Linked DNA regions of Mus musculus: all the other regions are linked to region 4. A link is a contact called in public Hi-C and promoter capture Hi-C data. All regions are on one chromosome and are shown on one strand. The core of a region is the stretch at or near the end of the contact, and the rest is flanking DNA. Distances in the headings are between cores, read along the strand shown.

What was found. Promoter capture Hi-C pulls out the DNA fragments that hold promoters and counts their contacts. Hi-C and Micro-C count contacts between places; a contact is called where the count stands out from the background.
Region 1: a contact with region 4 is called in a Hi-C map of muscle stem cells, with 3 times the contacts expected there. The contact joins the promoter of Brms1l here to the promoter of Scfd1 in region 4. A contact is called at or near these places in 1 of 39 promoter capture datasets (cranial neural crest), 3 of 484 Hi-C or Micro-C datasets (CD4 T cells, CD8 T cells and muscle stem cells) and 1 of 9 other capture datasets (adipose tissue).
Region 2: a promoter capture Hi-C map of pre-B cells shows a contact between it and region 4. The contact joins the promoter of Eapp here to the promoter of Scfd1 in region 4. A contact is called at or near these places in 2 of 39 promoter capture datasets (cranial neural crest and pre-B cells).
Region 3: a contact with region 4 is called in a promoter capture Hi-C map of pre-B cells. The contact joins the promoter of Sptssa here to the promoter of Scfd1 in region 4. A contact is called at or near these places in 3 of 39 promoter capture datasets (the C10 cell line, cranial neural crest and pre-B cells).
Region 5: a contact with region 4 is called in a promoter capture Hi-C map of pre-B cells, with 3 times the contacts expected there. The contact joins the promoter of Mbip here to the promoter of Scfd1 in region 4. A contact is called at or near these places in 1 of 39 promoter capture datasets (pre-B cells) and 1 of 484 Hi-C or Micro-C datasets (liver).

What each region holds. Positions count from the first base shown.
Region 1 is chr12:55,835,026-55,837,725 of GRCm38.p6, reverse strand. It overlaps Brms1l (breast cancer metastasis-suppressor 1-like), which reads right to left and starts at 1,360. Exons shown (of 10, transcript NM_001037756.3): 1 at 1,081-1,360. The coding sequence starts at 1,222.
Region 2 is chr12:54,694,550-54,697,249 of GRCm38.p6, reverse strand. It overlaps Eapp (E2F-associated phosphoprotein), which reads left to right and starts at 1,356. Exons shown (of 6, transcript NM_025456.4): 1 at 1,356-1,539. The coding sequence starts at 1,466. Gm22513 (a small nuclear RNA gene) reads right to left here and starts at 468; the gene lies at 305-468.
Region 3 is chr12:54,655,264-54,657,963 of GRCm38.p6, reverse strand. It overlaps Sptssa (serine palmitoyltransferase, small subunit A), which reads left to right and starts at 1,392. Exons shown (of 2, transcript NM_134054.2): 1 at 1,392-1,592. The coding sequence starts at 1,481.
Region 4 is chr12:51,376,235-51,378,934 of GRCm38.p6, reverse strand. It overlaps Scfd1 (Sec1 family domain containing 1), which reads right to left and starts at 1,422. Exons shown (of 25, transcript NM_029825.3): 1 at 1,299-1,422. The coding sequence starts at 1,350. G2e3 (G2/M-phase specific E3 ubiquitin ligase) reads right to left here. Exons shown (of 15, transcript NM_001015099.2): 15 at 1,949-2,700.
Region 5 is chr12:56,344,511-56,347,210 of GRCm38.p6, reverse strand. Mbip (MAP3K12 binding inhibitory protein 1) reads left to right here and starts at 1,317. Exons shown (of 9, transcript NM_145442.2): 1 at 1,317-1,539. The coding sequence starts at 1,411.

The DNA.
Region 1 (2,700 bases), core at 111-2,610, 4.5 Mb before region 4:
ACCATGAATTCATGAGTTCAACTGTCCTGCTGAGTAAGCAAAACACTGTTCTTCAACGGAGATAACTATAAATTTATCCTCATGTTTATTTATGAGTATAATGAGTATGAGTATATAAATGAGTATATGAGTATAAATATTTATGAGTAAAAACTTCATAAATATTTACTTTTGGATGGCTGACTTATCGGCATTACATGCTTCCAAGTATACTTTTTTGACAGACAAACCTGAAAAAAAAAAAGGTGTGAGGTGATACCACAGTCATTAACCTGTTATCAATGCTTCCCATTACACAGCCAAAACCAGGGTTAGACAAAGCCATTCTCAGTCTGTCATATGGTTAGAGGAAGATCCGGGAAATCAGTTCCATTCATTTTATTAAAGTATTAAAAGACTTATAAGGGGTTAGAAACAGCCCAAAGTTACAAAATAACCAAAGCTTGAAGATTCTGGGAATGTCAACACTGCCCACATCTTCCAGATTAAAAACTGACAAAGATTCCAAATGATCCCTCAGGCTGGTCCCTTCTTCGTCTTGAAAACTTTTGGGACCTATTATGAACCTGAGAGTTCCCAAGTCAGTCCTCTGATGACAGTACTGGTGAGAGGCTGACCTGAAAGCTAAGGTTGATGAGTGGCAAGCCCGCCAAGGACCAAGGCAAATTTATCCTCAGCCCCCACAAAAACGCTGACAAAGGTTGCTGAGACTACTAGTAAAGAGGTCGGTGGTGTCAGCTAAGGGACATTTGCAGTCTTCCAGACCAGCCAGCCGGACATTCCACTCCGGAGCCGGTAGCCCCAGGGTACTGCCAGGTGACCCTAGGGCGGGTCCCACAGTGCACAGAATCGCCTCGGGTCCTCAAAGCCTGCGGGCGCCCAGCCCACCGGGAGCCAGAGCCAGAACTGGAGCCCGCGGCGACCCGCAGCTCCGGGTGCCAGACGCCGAGCCAGTCCCCGCCCCTTCCCCATCTCCCCGCCCCGCGCTCGCAGCAGGACGCACCGCCCGGCGTGAGCACCGCGGCCTGTCGCGCGCGCGGCGCAAGGGACCCGGCATCCCCGCCCAGCTGGGTAGCGCACCTGAACTGTCCCCATCCTCCGAGACCGACGAGCTCTCGGTGTCCTCGTCTTCGGAACTGCTCCCCTCGTTCTCCGCGTAGTCCACCTCCATCTCATCGTGATGATTCGTCTCCTTCTTATCCCCTCGAGAATGGACCGGCATTTTCCAACCTCGCCGTCGCTTCCCACTTCCTGCTCCCAGCCCGGCCACTGCCGCTTCGGTGAAGGGCGCGCCGAACGCCCCGACCCACCCGGCCACCGAGCTGGATCCGAAACCCTCGACTCCTCCCCACCCCCGGCCTCAGCCTCACAACCTAACCCGCAGGCTTGCGCTGCGAGCTCTGCCATTGGTCAAGGCTGTCCCGGAGCTAGAGGCGTGGCTTGTCTTGCAAGCGAACGATTGGTTACCGGTGATTACGGCGCGGCCTTCCGCTGTCTGTCGGGAATTGTAGTCCTTAGGCCTCAGAGCTTCAGGGGCTATGGGTTTCTAAGATTCAGCTGCCTTAATCGCTTCTCACTTCGGACTTCAAGTCCCACAAGGCAGGAAAGCTGACATACTGGGACGCAGTTTATAAACTAAACAGAAACAGATTGTGCGGATTTGGTCTGTACTTATCCTTTTCCCGCCAAGTGGTTATCTGATCTGCCTAGCTACTCAAACTGTGAGAAGAATGTGAAAAGATCCTTTGCCTGAAAGGGTCTTTGCATACTCTGTGAGCCTGGAGGGTTACAGAATCGTCTCTTCTACACTAGTAGTACCTTTAGTACAGCTAGTAAACTATTAAATTGAATTGTATGTGTAAGAAATAATTTTCACAAAGAAAATTTCATTGTTCTTGGAATTTTTACAACCAAAACTACAGAGGGGAAGGAAATTTTATCTTAGTATTTCAATCTTGCGTTCTTACTTTTTTTTTTTTTTTTTAATGGAAGAAGCTACCCAAATTAAATTGATTTAATTTCAGGTTCCAGTGAAAAATAAATATTTGACTTAAAAAGATGTCATTTTTTTTTTTTCAAAAACAGGATTACACAGACAAGGACGATGCCATAACTACCATAATAATCGTAACTTATAACCGATCACTTTCACTCTTTATCAGGTTATCTTGGTAAATTCACTGCATGGATTTGCTGAGTTCAATTTTTAGTTTAATAGCCCTAAGGTAGGAGTCGGTATTATGTCCATTTTATCAACAAAATATATGGTTAAAGTATTAAAGGGACACCAGGAAGTAGAATGAAACTTAGCTGTCCTGGAACTTGCTCAGTAGGCTGACCTTGAGTTTAGTGATCTGCACGGCTCTGTCTCCTGGGATTAAAGGTATGTTCCATCACACATAGACTTAAATTTAGCTGAGTGGGATCTGTTATCTCCTAAAACAAAAGATTTTGCTCTGTTCTACTTCCCGGTGTCCCTTTAAATATTTTTCCTTTCTCAGCTTGCTCATTTTCTTACAGGTTCAGAGGTTCTGTCCATTACCATCAAGGCGGGAGCATGCCAGCATCCGGAGGAGCTGAGGGTCCTACATCATCTTATTCAGACTGGCTCCCAGGGAGCTAGGATGAGGGTCTTAAAGCCCATGCCCACAACGACACACTTGCTCTAACACCTACTGCAGCAAGGCCACACCTCCTAAT
Region 2 (2,700 bases), core at 107-2,606, 3.3 Mb before region 4:
TGACAATTACCTTACACATCATTCAAAAATAAACCTAGGGCTGGTGAGATGGCTCAGTGGGTAAGAGCACCCGACTGCTCTTCCGAAGGTCCGAAGTTCAAATCCCAGCAACCAGGCTCACAACCACCCGTAATGAGATCTGATGCCCTCTTCTGGAGTGTCTGAAGACAGCTACAGTGTACTTATATATAATAAATAAATAAATCTTTAAAAAAAAAAAAAAAAAAAAAACTAAAACACCAGGTAGAAAGCAAGTCTTTCGCAATGCTAAAGTAAATGTTTTCTATTTTTTCAACAAAAATGCCAGGGGAGAGCGCGAACGCAGTCCCCCACTACCACAAATTATGCAGTCGAGTTTCCCGCATTTGGGGAAATCGCAGGGGTCAGCACATCCGGAGTGCAATGGATGAGCCTCGCCCTGGGAAAACCACCTTCGTGATCATGGTATCTCCCCTGCCAGGTAAGTATGAGTTGCGAGTGCCGTGTGCAGGCTCTCCATCATTGTATACTTACTTTATAACTACGGTCTCTTCCTCAATGCGTCTTCTCTACATTATATTCTCTTTTCTAACCTTGATCCATAAATATACGCTTATATTATGTAAATATTATCAATAACGGAAAAAAATGTCTATTTAGGGAGAACCGGTAGCCTTTGCGTGAAATTCTCATCTACATATTCCACGCCTTTGTGGTGACGCCGCGGGAACTCGTCTGTAGGCCCCTCAACGCGACTCCGCCCACTAAGGCTGTGAGGCGGGGGCGGGGTTTGTTGGTAGTGGGCAATCGAATCTGGAATTCAAAACCTAAGCTTCTGCCCAGGCTCTGGGCAAAGAAAAAGTTTTTTTTAGCTCAATTCAGTTTCTGCTAGCGGAGGACAGGATTCTAAGAGATCCACCCTTGTTAAGTTTAACTAGTAAAAGAAAAATCGTTTTTCCGTGGTGTTTTTCTGAGTAGGTCTATTATACATTATTTACTTGCACACAGCCAATAAACCTAATAAAAACCATGAGAGAAGGGCTAAGATAACAACTTTGAAGAAATAAATCTGACTGGATAGTGATATACAACTGTAATCTCAGCTCTCCGCAGGTCACGGTAAGCAGAGCGAAGCCAGCCTGGGCTACATAACTGGTTACAGGTTAGACTGGGTTAGTGAGACCTTTTCAAAACCTAAATAAAGCTTAAGTTAAGAGGAGGAGGAGGAGGAGGTGGCGGCGGCGGCGGCGGCGAGAAGAAAAATGCACAAAGACAACTGCTATTTTCAGCGGAAAAGAAAACGTAGAGACGTGTTAACATTGACCCTCCGCACGCCCCGTCTCTTGCATCCTTGTCACTGGACGGCTTGCGCAGGCGCACAGGAAGGACTCGCAGTACGGGCGGAAGTGGAGTCTCCGGGAAGCTTTGGGGAAGGCGCTGGCGGAGTACACAGACGCCGGGGCGGTGTAGGCGTCCTCAGGTCGCCATGAACCGACTCCAGGATGACTATGACCCGTACGCGGTGGAAGAGCCGAGCGACGAGGAGCCGGCTCTGAGCAGGTGGGCCGCTGCCCCGCGTCTCCGCCCTGCCTTGGCTGAGGCCGTTGTGTTGTTCGCGCCGGCCGTCCCTGGGCGCAGTGTCGTCCGCTTCACTTGCGGGAGCCTCGGGGCGCTTGATGGCGCTGCTCAGTCTCTAGGGAACCAGGATGGACAGCAGTGCGGGAAGAGGGATGTTCCGGAATTACGTGGGCCCCCAGGCGTGAAGCCTTAGATGGAACCCTGTTTACCGTTTACTAGCACTGTGACCGAAGGCAAGTCAGTTCTCGGCCTCGCATCTGTAAATGGAAATACAAGTATGGGACAGTGTCCTAAGCTAGTGAGGGCCTGGCCCTTAGCACGAAGTACTTATCTTGAAGACTGTCAAGTAGAAACTAGGGAATAGAGAATGGAAAAAAAAAAAAAAAGGAATGGGCTTTTTTTTTTTTTTTAAGTTATGATCTCCACACGCATGCCATAGCACCCATATGCCCATATACACAACATTTTTCTTTCTTTCTTCCTTCCTTTCTTCCTTTCTTTCTTTCTTTTGTTTTTCGAGACAGGGTTTCTCTGTATAGCCTGGCTGTCCTGGAACTCACTCTGTAGAGCAGGCTGGCCTCGAACTCAGAAATCCGCCTGCCTCTGCCCCCCAAGTGCTGGGACCAAAGGCATGCGCCACCATGCCCGGCTATACACAACATTTTTAAAACTGTAATTTAAAAGTTAAATGAATTAAGTCAGACATGGTAGTGTATGCCTATAATCCCATCATTTAGGAGGCCAGAGGGTGAAGAGTTCAAAGCTGGTTCTGGGCTACGTAAGATTTTGTCTTAAAACAAGAAAAAAATGTCCAAGGCATTTCTTGCAGCTGGCTTTTGCTTTGTTGTTCTTTTTCCCGCAGTTTTTTTTTTTTTTTTTTTTTTTTTGTTTTGTTTTTTTTGAGACAGGGTTTCTCTATAGCCCTGGCTGTCCTGGAACTCACTTTGTAGACCAGGCTGGCCTCGAACTCAGAAATCCACCTGCCTCTGCCTCCCGAGTGCTGGGATTAAAGGCTTGCGCCACCACGCCCAGCTCACGCCTGGCTTTTTTCTCCGCGTCTTAATCTACAACTTGTCTCCTTCCATGTGGGTCCCAGAAATTGAACTCAGGTCATGAGGCTTGGTGACAAGCCCTTTGTCTGCT
Region 3 (2,700 bases), core at 143-2,642, 3.3 Mb before region 4:
CTTTGAGATCGAGGCCAGCCTATACTACATAGTGAGGTCCTGTATATTGGTTAAGTTATTTTTGTTTTTGTTTTTCATTTCCACAAAAAACTAGAATCACTTGGGAAGAGGGAACCTTAGCTGAGGAACATGAGATTGGTCTATGGTGGGCGTGTCCTCCCTACTGTGGGCAGTGCCATTGCTAGGCAAGTGGGGTCTGGGCCGTTTAAGAAAGCAAGTTGAGCAAGCCAGAAAGAGCATGCTCCTAAGCAGTATTCCTCTGTGGTTTCTGCTTCAATCTCCTGCCTGGAGTTCCTGGCTTGGCTTCCCTCCGTGATGTTCTGTAACCTACAAGACGAAATAAAATAAAATAAAATGACTAGGCACCTTGTGAAAGCAGATCTCAAGTCTATTGTTGTTTGTAAGGTCTTTGCTCGTAAGGAGCATAAGGAATTTAAGTTAATACCTGTCAACCTGGAAAGGTTTTAAAGCTTAAAGCAGCAGGTTTGAAACTTTTAGACATGTGAGTTGCAGGCTACTTAATTATGTCATTTCACAAGCACACAGTGCATGGGCTTTAGAGGAGTGGAATACAGCCGGTACTGCTGCAGGTCATAGGAGTGAATCTTTAGGAGACAGATCACATGCTGACCTCAAGCTGTCTTTAGAACCCACTAGATCAAGTGCACTTCTCTTGATTGTGACCTACATGGTTGTTTTCTAAGTGTAGTCATAGAAATATTGGCAACTGTCTATGGCCAATTCTTTTGTCTTTAGGTTAGGGAATACTAGTGCGTGTGTGTGTGTGTGTGTTGTGTGTGTGTGTACTCGCGCGCGCATCCTAGATAGGTCTGTTTTCACGCATGTGCTCGGAGGAAGGGAAGAGCTGATGAACATATTACTTCTACAGTTTTCAACATCTTCTTGGCTGGGTGTCATTTGGCATCCACATTCTCTTTGACCCCCGCATTCCCTCTTGCACAAGGCACTGTTTATTTGCATGCCCGACTCTTTAGTAGCATTCTCACCCAGCCCTATCATCTCTTGGCCCAGAAGGGATTCATGAGGTAGGAGAGAGATTACATACACTGGTTTCTAAAGGAATCCTTCTGGGCTGGTCTGAAGGATCCGGCCTCTTAAGGGCACCATCTCGCATGGACACCAGTGGGGACTGAAGCCGGTCTTGCAACCGCCATGCGTGCGCGTGGAGATGCAGAACTAGCACTTAAACCCAGACCGTTTCCCAGGGCTGGGGAGCTCGCTCCGGGCGAGGCGCGGGGCGGGACAGGAGCACACGAAGTGGCCGCTTGGCCAATAAGCGCAAGCCAGGAGGAGCCGGCGGTGGCCGCTCGGGTGCGCGCGGGGTTGGGCGTACACGGTGACGCGCAGGCTCGGCAGGACCAATGGGCGCAGGGTGGTGGCGGGCGGGCCCCAAGGCCTGGGGCTTTAGGAGGTGAGCGGGCCGCGGGCCCGCCTGACGCTGCTACACCGCGGGAGGCGCATGGCGGGCATGGCGCTGGCGCGAGCATGGAAGCAGATGTCCTGGTTCTACTACCAGTACCTGCTGGTCACTGCGCTCTACATGCTGGAGCCCTGGGAGCGAACCGTGTTCAGTATCCTGTGTGTCCTGGCCTGGCTGGGGCGTGGAGGGGTGCGCGCGCCGGGTTGGAAGGGGGTGGGGGGGTGTCTTGGGGTCAAGGGAGGTGGAACCGCGGAGATCCGGGTCTTGTACGCAATTCCCCTGCCCAAGGTGGAGGCATCCTGATTTCTGCAAGCAGTCGGGAGGGCGACGTCTCCCCTGGTGCTTCCTTGTCCCGCTTCGGCCGCGCCTGCTTTTGATCCTTCAGTATTCTTTGAGGCAGGGTTGCTGCAAATCGCTCCGGGCTTGGGCGTCTTTAACCCTTAGCTATTCCTGATTTGGAGCGATAGAACTCTAACCAGTTCACCAGGTTGTGAGTACGTGGTCTTGACACTCCCACACAGTTTTGGAAAGCAGTTTGTAAGTTACTGAAAGGCCTTTTGGGCTTCAAAATGGCAGTTTTAAAAGTGTGTTATATTTATGACTTCTTTGCATCATAGGTACAAGCTGTGCCCAGAAAAGACTTTGCTGGGGTTTCAAACTGTGCTTTGTTGTTTAGTTTATCACCGGTTAAGAATTGTTGAGTGATGACTTTGCTGAGCACTTTGTGTGTATGTTATCTTGCCTAATTTTAACAGCTCCAGCGAATAGCTCAAGGTTGTGAAGCCTGATGTTTGTTTTCGCCCAATGTCTATGCCGCTATCCTCTGATTTCCGTGTCGACGAAATACTAGCAATTCATTCTTTTAACGCTCCACTTCTCCTTTCCTTAATATAAAAAGAATATACCACATCACATGCTTATTTCATCCGCTCAGCTTCTTGTGGTTTAGCTTTGTTAGGAACAACTTCACAAACGCGTTCCTAGGACTGAGGTAGAGCTTCTTTGCAAGCTTTTTCAAGGGTGCTGGTGTGGAAATAGCATGAGGTTATTTGGAGCTGACTCTTGAAAAATTTTAGCGTCTTGCAAGACTATTACTGTGAGCAATTATTTCCTAACCTAAAGTTTAATAACCAGAATGTATATTTGGGGCTCCGGATTAAGAAAGCCTGATTTTCCGAATCGTTTATTTGTAGCTTCAGTTTGCTCTTTGGATTTTGTAGGTCAGATAACATCTATATTTAAATTTATGCCTAATTGGA
Region 4 (2,700 bases), core at 173-2,672:
GGGAGGCAGAGGCAGGCGGATTTCTGAGTTCGAGGCCAGCCTTGTCTACAGAGTGGGTTCCAGGACAGCCATGGCTACACAGAGAAACACTGTCTCGGAAGAAAAAAATAACAAACAAACAAACAAACAAACAAAGAAAAAGATATTATACCCAAACTTCTAAGAGAACTTGGGCTTCTGTTTGCTTGCAAATAAAATTAATTATCAAGCATTCTCAAATAATATTTGCTTACCATATTTTAAGTTATGCTTTACCGTTTTACTAAATTACCTACTGAGAAATGTAGAACTCAGTATGTTTTCTGTTAAGTATGCTACATTCAAATCTATCTTTTTTTTTTTTTAACACAAGGGAAGGAATCAGGCACAGTTCAAATTCTATTGCTATGTTGTATTGCTTGTAACCAATTGTTTTTCATACAAATAAGCATAGGTTCAAGAGAATTAAAGTTCTTTATCGCTTATGGACGATTTCTATTCTCTTTGGGAGTTACTAGATAAGTAGTATATGTAAGTCAGTTCTGATTTATACATATCACATTATATATGATATACGTATAGGTAATTATTCTGGGGCCAATATACATACATTAAGTTTCTAGAGTTTACTGAAAATAAGGAAAATCAGGTGTATCTCACATGTAAAAAAAAAAAAAAAACTAAACTAAAACCAAGGGAAGAAATATGTATCTTTAAATTTTTACTTTATAAATGGGTGTACAAATATGCTCTACTTAAGATACAACTGTTCTATATTTTAAGATTATTATCTGTGGAACAACTGAAAGAGGACGCTGTTAATTTGATTTGACATTCCGAAGTCTCTTCCAGCTTTATCACCTGGCATTTTCCATCAGCTTCTCCCAAAGGGTCCAAAGATGATGGCATAAAGTAAGGTGCTCGGAAAAGAATACTTAGATTTTGTAATCATGGCTCAAGTGTCAAAAACAGGTTTTTTTAAAAAAAACCCTAAAACTGAAAGTGAAAACCAAACCGACCTGGGAGACTTGAAATACGAACACAAACCTATAGACCTCGTTAAGTGACAAGACAGGAAAGAAAACACCAGCTGCTGGTCCTTGCCCTGATGGCCTTCTAAAACTCGGCAATTAAAAAATAAGTAGCTAGCACTGTAGCAAGCAGCCTGTGGTAAAGGCTGTGAAGCTTACAGGCATCTCTTCCCCACAACCTCAAAACGGAGCAGCTCTCAAAGCTCAACTCCGAGCTGTACGAACAACCCAGAGATGATGACAGGCCGCTGCTGAGGCACACACTGCAGAGAAGGAAATACCGAGTACCTGTTTGCCTCTCCCGAATGCTGGCCGTGGCCGCCATCTTGCTTCCCACCATCCACTGCCCGGCTGGCACTGGGAGCCCGAAGATGACGTGGCCCTACCTCCCGCGCCGGAAGCAGAACCAGGAGGCGGGCTATGGCGGCAGCCGGCCCGCCTCCCCGGTCCCAGCCCTCGCCTTTCCTCACAGACATTGGTGTTTGCAGATTTCCCAGCAGCGTTTCTAACTAATCGGGGCGAACCTCCCGAGGTCGCTACTCTTAAACCGCTTCTCAGGGCATGGGCGTGGTGGAGCGCTTACAATCTAATTGATAGTGCACTTCTCATCAAGTTTAAATCCTCATAAAAATTTACAAGGCCAAATGAGACGCCAGAAATTGCGTTTTCTTGATTTCCATAACAGTAGTGTCCCTTCCCTCTTTCCTCTGGGGGGGGAGGGGGGGGGGAAACTACAAGCGTGGTAATTTATTCCGTTTGATTTCTTCAGGAAAGGGCTTTGGCCTGCTAGGGTATAAAATCACAGAAAAGCCAAATGGCAGAATTTCCTCTCAGTAGTGCAAATTAAAAAAACAAATGATTGTGAGCAGAATCCGGATGATCACAGCCAGGTTTGGTACATTTAGAGCCCTGTGATTATGAAATAAATCTCACATCGACCATTTTCATAATAGATTTTATTAATGTCAAAAATATATACAATGACAACTTATTACCAATCAATGAACCCACCGATGACACTGCATTATGGATTAATTCTCAGGCAGTCAGATTCTGAAATGAAATCATACTTTCAAAAATTTGGCTTTCAAAATTATACAAATAATTTATCTTATTTTTTAAAATCAAGATTGCATTTTTTTTACAATAAAAACACATTTGACAGATGTAGATACCTATTTTTATAAAGTTACAACAGGTTATCTATAACTACCAGTTTGTGCCCTAGGGGAAGTATCTCAATTCTGGTGTCCATGGACTCTTGAGCAGAATGGCTTTCCCACCTTCCAGTGAGTTTAATCTTACTCACCTGAGAATCCCCACTTTTAAGTACAAATTTGTCATTTGACCATTTAAGTTCCATACTAACTCCTTCCAAGACTATAAGGCACATTATCATAAAATACTAAGACATTTATACAGTGTGCATGTTTCTGTCCAATGGTGTAATGTGGGGAGTAAACATAAAGATATATATATTCATTAGAAGAGTAACTATATAGAACAGTCCTGCAAAGCTACGACCAAGAATGATATTAATGTTGATTATAAGAATAAAAATCATGACTTCAGAGTTAGATTTATTGTAGCTGTTTAACTCCAGATTTTTTGGTTTAAATAATTGAACATCAAGGGATAGTTTTATCTTAGAAAATTTGCTAAAAACAGTTTGTTTCTTGAGTTCAAGGAG
Region 5 (2,700 bases), core at 68-2,567, 5.0 Mb before region 4:
TAAATCGTTTGTTTGCTTGCTTGCTTGCCTGCTTGCTTTTCGAGCTTTGGTTTCTTTGTGTAGCCCTTGCTGTCCTGGAACTCACTTTGTAGACCAGGCTGGCCTCATAAGGGATTTACCTGCCTCTACCTCCCTAGTGCTTTGGGATTAAAGGCCTGAGCCACTGCCGCCAGAGTTTTAATTCTTTTGTCCTTTATCTTTTAAGCTTGTTTTAAAAATTTAATAGAGCCAGGCATGGTGGAGCATGCCTTTAATCCCAGCATCCGGGAGGCAGAGGCAGGCAGATTTCTGAGTTTGAGGCCAGCTTGGTCTACAGAGTGAGTTCCAGGACAGCCAGGGTTATACAGAGAAACCCTGTCTCAAAGGAAAAAAAAATTAATAGAACTCTACATTATAAAATTATAACTTTTTTCGCTAAAATAAAGCTATCTAATAATACCCAACAAGAGTCGATTTAGTTTTATATCCTAATTTTAAAGAGTGTGGTTACATGGAATAAATTGGTCTTTTCTTTCTTTCTTTCCTTCTTTCTTTCTTTCTTTCTTTCTTTCTTTCTTTCTTTCTTTCTTTCTTTCTTTCTTTCTTCCTTTTCTTTCTTGTTGTTTTGTTTTGAGGCAGGGTTTCTCTGTGTAGCCCTGGCTGTCCTGGAACTCACTCTGTAGACAAGGCTGGCCTCGAAATCCGCCTGCCTCTGCCTCCCAAGTGCTAGGATTAAAGGCGTGCGCCACCACTGCCCGGCTGGTTTATATTTCTATTGGATTTATATTGAAACAATTTTAAGGTCAAGTGTCCAGTGATTGCACTGAGAACCCGTTGCATGTCAGAACTTTGACATAAACTATTTTGCAGGTGTAGTCATCAATGTCGTTCTATGGTAGGAAAAAGAAGCATAATGTAGCCCTTGTGTTCTTTTTAAATTCCTCATATCAAACAGTCTTATAGAGATGAAAATGTTCTATCCAGTAACGATCATCCTGGGTCAAGTTTCTAGTAATTAGAAAATTGTAAAGCACTGCTCCATCACTAACCCGCAATCTTTTTCCAAGACAACTCGACTGTTAACATTTTAAATTTTAATAGCGGGACTCAAATTCTAACACTTAAGAGTAAGGCTCTGCCAACATTCACAGGGAGCATCTAAGAGCCAAGTAGGTTTCTAAACCAAGGTGGACCACAGAAAACACCACCAGACAGAAGGTCCAGCTTCACATACACAAGTTCCCTCGGAGCACAGCTATCCTTGCTCTTGATTGGTCTTCCTGTGTGTCTGTCACACACAGAGGGTGGGGCCTATCCTCAAGCTCTAAGTGAGACGCTCTAGTTTTACGTCATCTCAGTGCGACGAAGTCCGCGAGGGAGGGGTGGGGTGAGCGCTGTTCGCGGTGGTTGGGGGGCTGCTTTGAAGGTGTCATGGCTGCTGCTGCGGAGCTTAGTTCCTCAAGCGGCAGCGAGAGGAGCCTGGAGCAATGCTCCAGCCCCCTCCTCACCCGCGAGGTCCTCTGCGAAGTCTTTCGCTCCTTGCACACCCTGACAAGACAGGTAAGTGGGGGTGCGGCGGGGAAGGGGTGGGTGGGGAGGGAGAGCATCCCGGTCCTTGTCCCCTTAGTTCTCTCGGAGGCGGGGGTCGCGGAGCCCCGCTGGCACGGTGTGTGCCGCTGGTGTGCCGTGGCCGGGCTGTGACACCCGGAAGACCCTGGGCCCAGCTCCTGGGACCGGGAGATGCCAGCGGCACGCTTGATGGCCAAGGTCTGGAGAAAACTGGGGTCCTGGCGACGAAAGCTTGCCCAAAAGATGCCTAAAAGGTGATGAGGGTGAAGGAGGTTCCTGGCGATCACGGTCCTTTTGCCTCCAGTGTATTTATCGCAGAAACTCACTGGTTAATATGGCCTGAAACTTTTCCTAGCGCCATCCCCACTCCTTGGGGGGTGATTTACTCTGGGGTTTTTTGTTTATTTGTTTGTTTTTCTGTTTTTTGTTTCTCTTGCCATTTATTGCATCTCTTACTCTTTTAAACGGGGAGGGATATATAAGGATTTCCACAATTTCATTTGTAGTATACCTAAATTTTAGTGTGAATTGTTGGATGAGTTATGTGTGGCCACTTCTAACTACATTACGACTGTCGTGTAGCTTAGCTAATTGCTCTTTACAGAAAATGTCACAGTAAACCTGGATTTTAAAAACTAGGTTACACTTTACTAGATAGTCGTGATGTAAATGAGGCAATGTTTAAATAAGGAACAAAAGTATGTTTGCCTGCTTTTAGAAGAGTTTTGTGTCAAACATGTTTCCTAATTTGTTTGGGGACTGGTTATAGTGCTTGAAATGGACACAGCACACATTTATGTCAAGGGCAGTGGTACCACCAGTGAGAATAGGACATTTACCTGATTTGTGAGGATTATTTTTAAAATCCTTAGTTGGAAAACCTTAGTAAGTTTATTCTGACTGGCAAACTACTTGAGTTGTACATTCTGTTTGGTGTTACTGGACTTCGAAAAGTTAAAAAAAATTAAACTCAGTTGCTTGATAAGCAATTAGGAAAAAAATTCTTACAAAGTCTTAAGCACTTTCCTTATTAATATTTCAGTAGTAACATCTCAGATCTTTAAATAGTTTAAAAGTTAGAGAACTTTTTGGCGTGGATTTGGAACTTAAAGATTTATTCATTTATATTTCTAATGTCAAGATGAGAAAAAT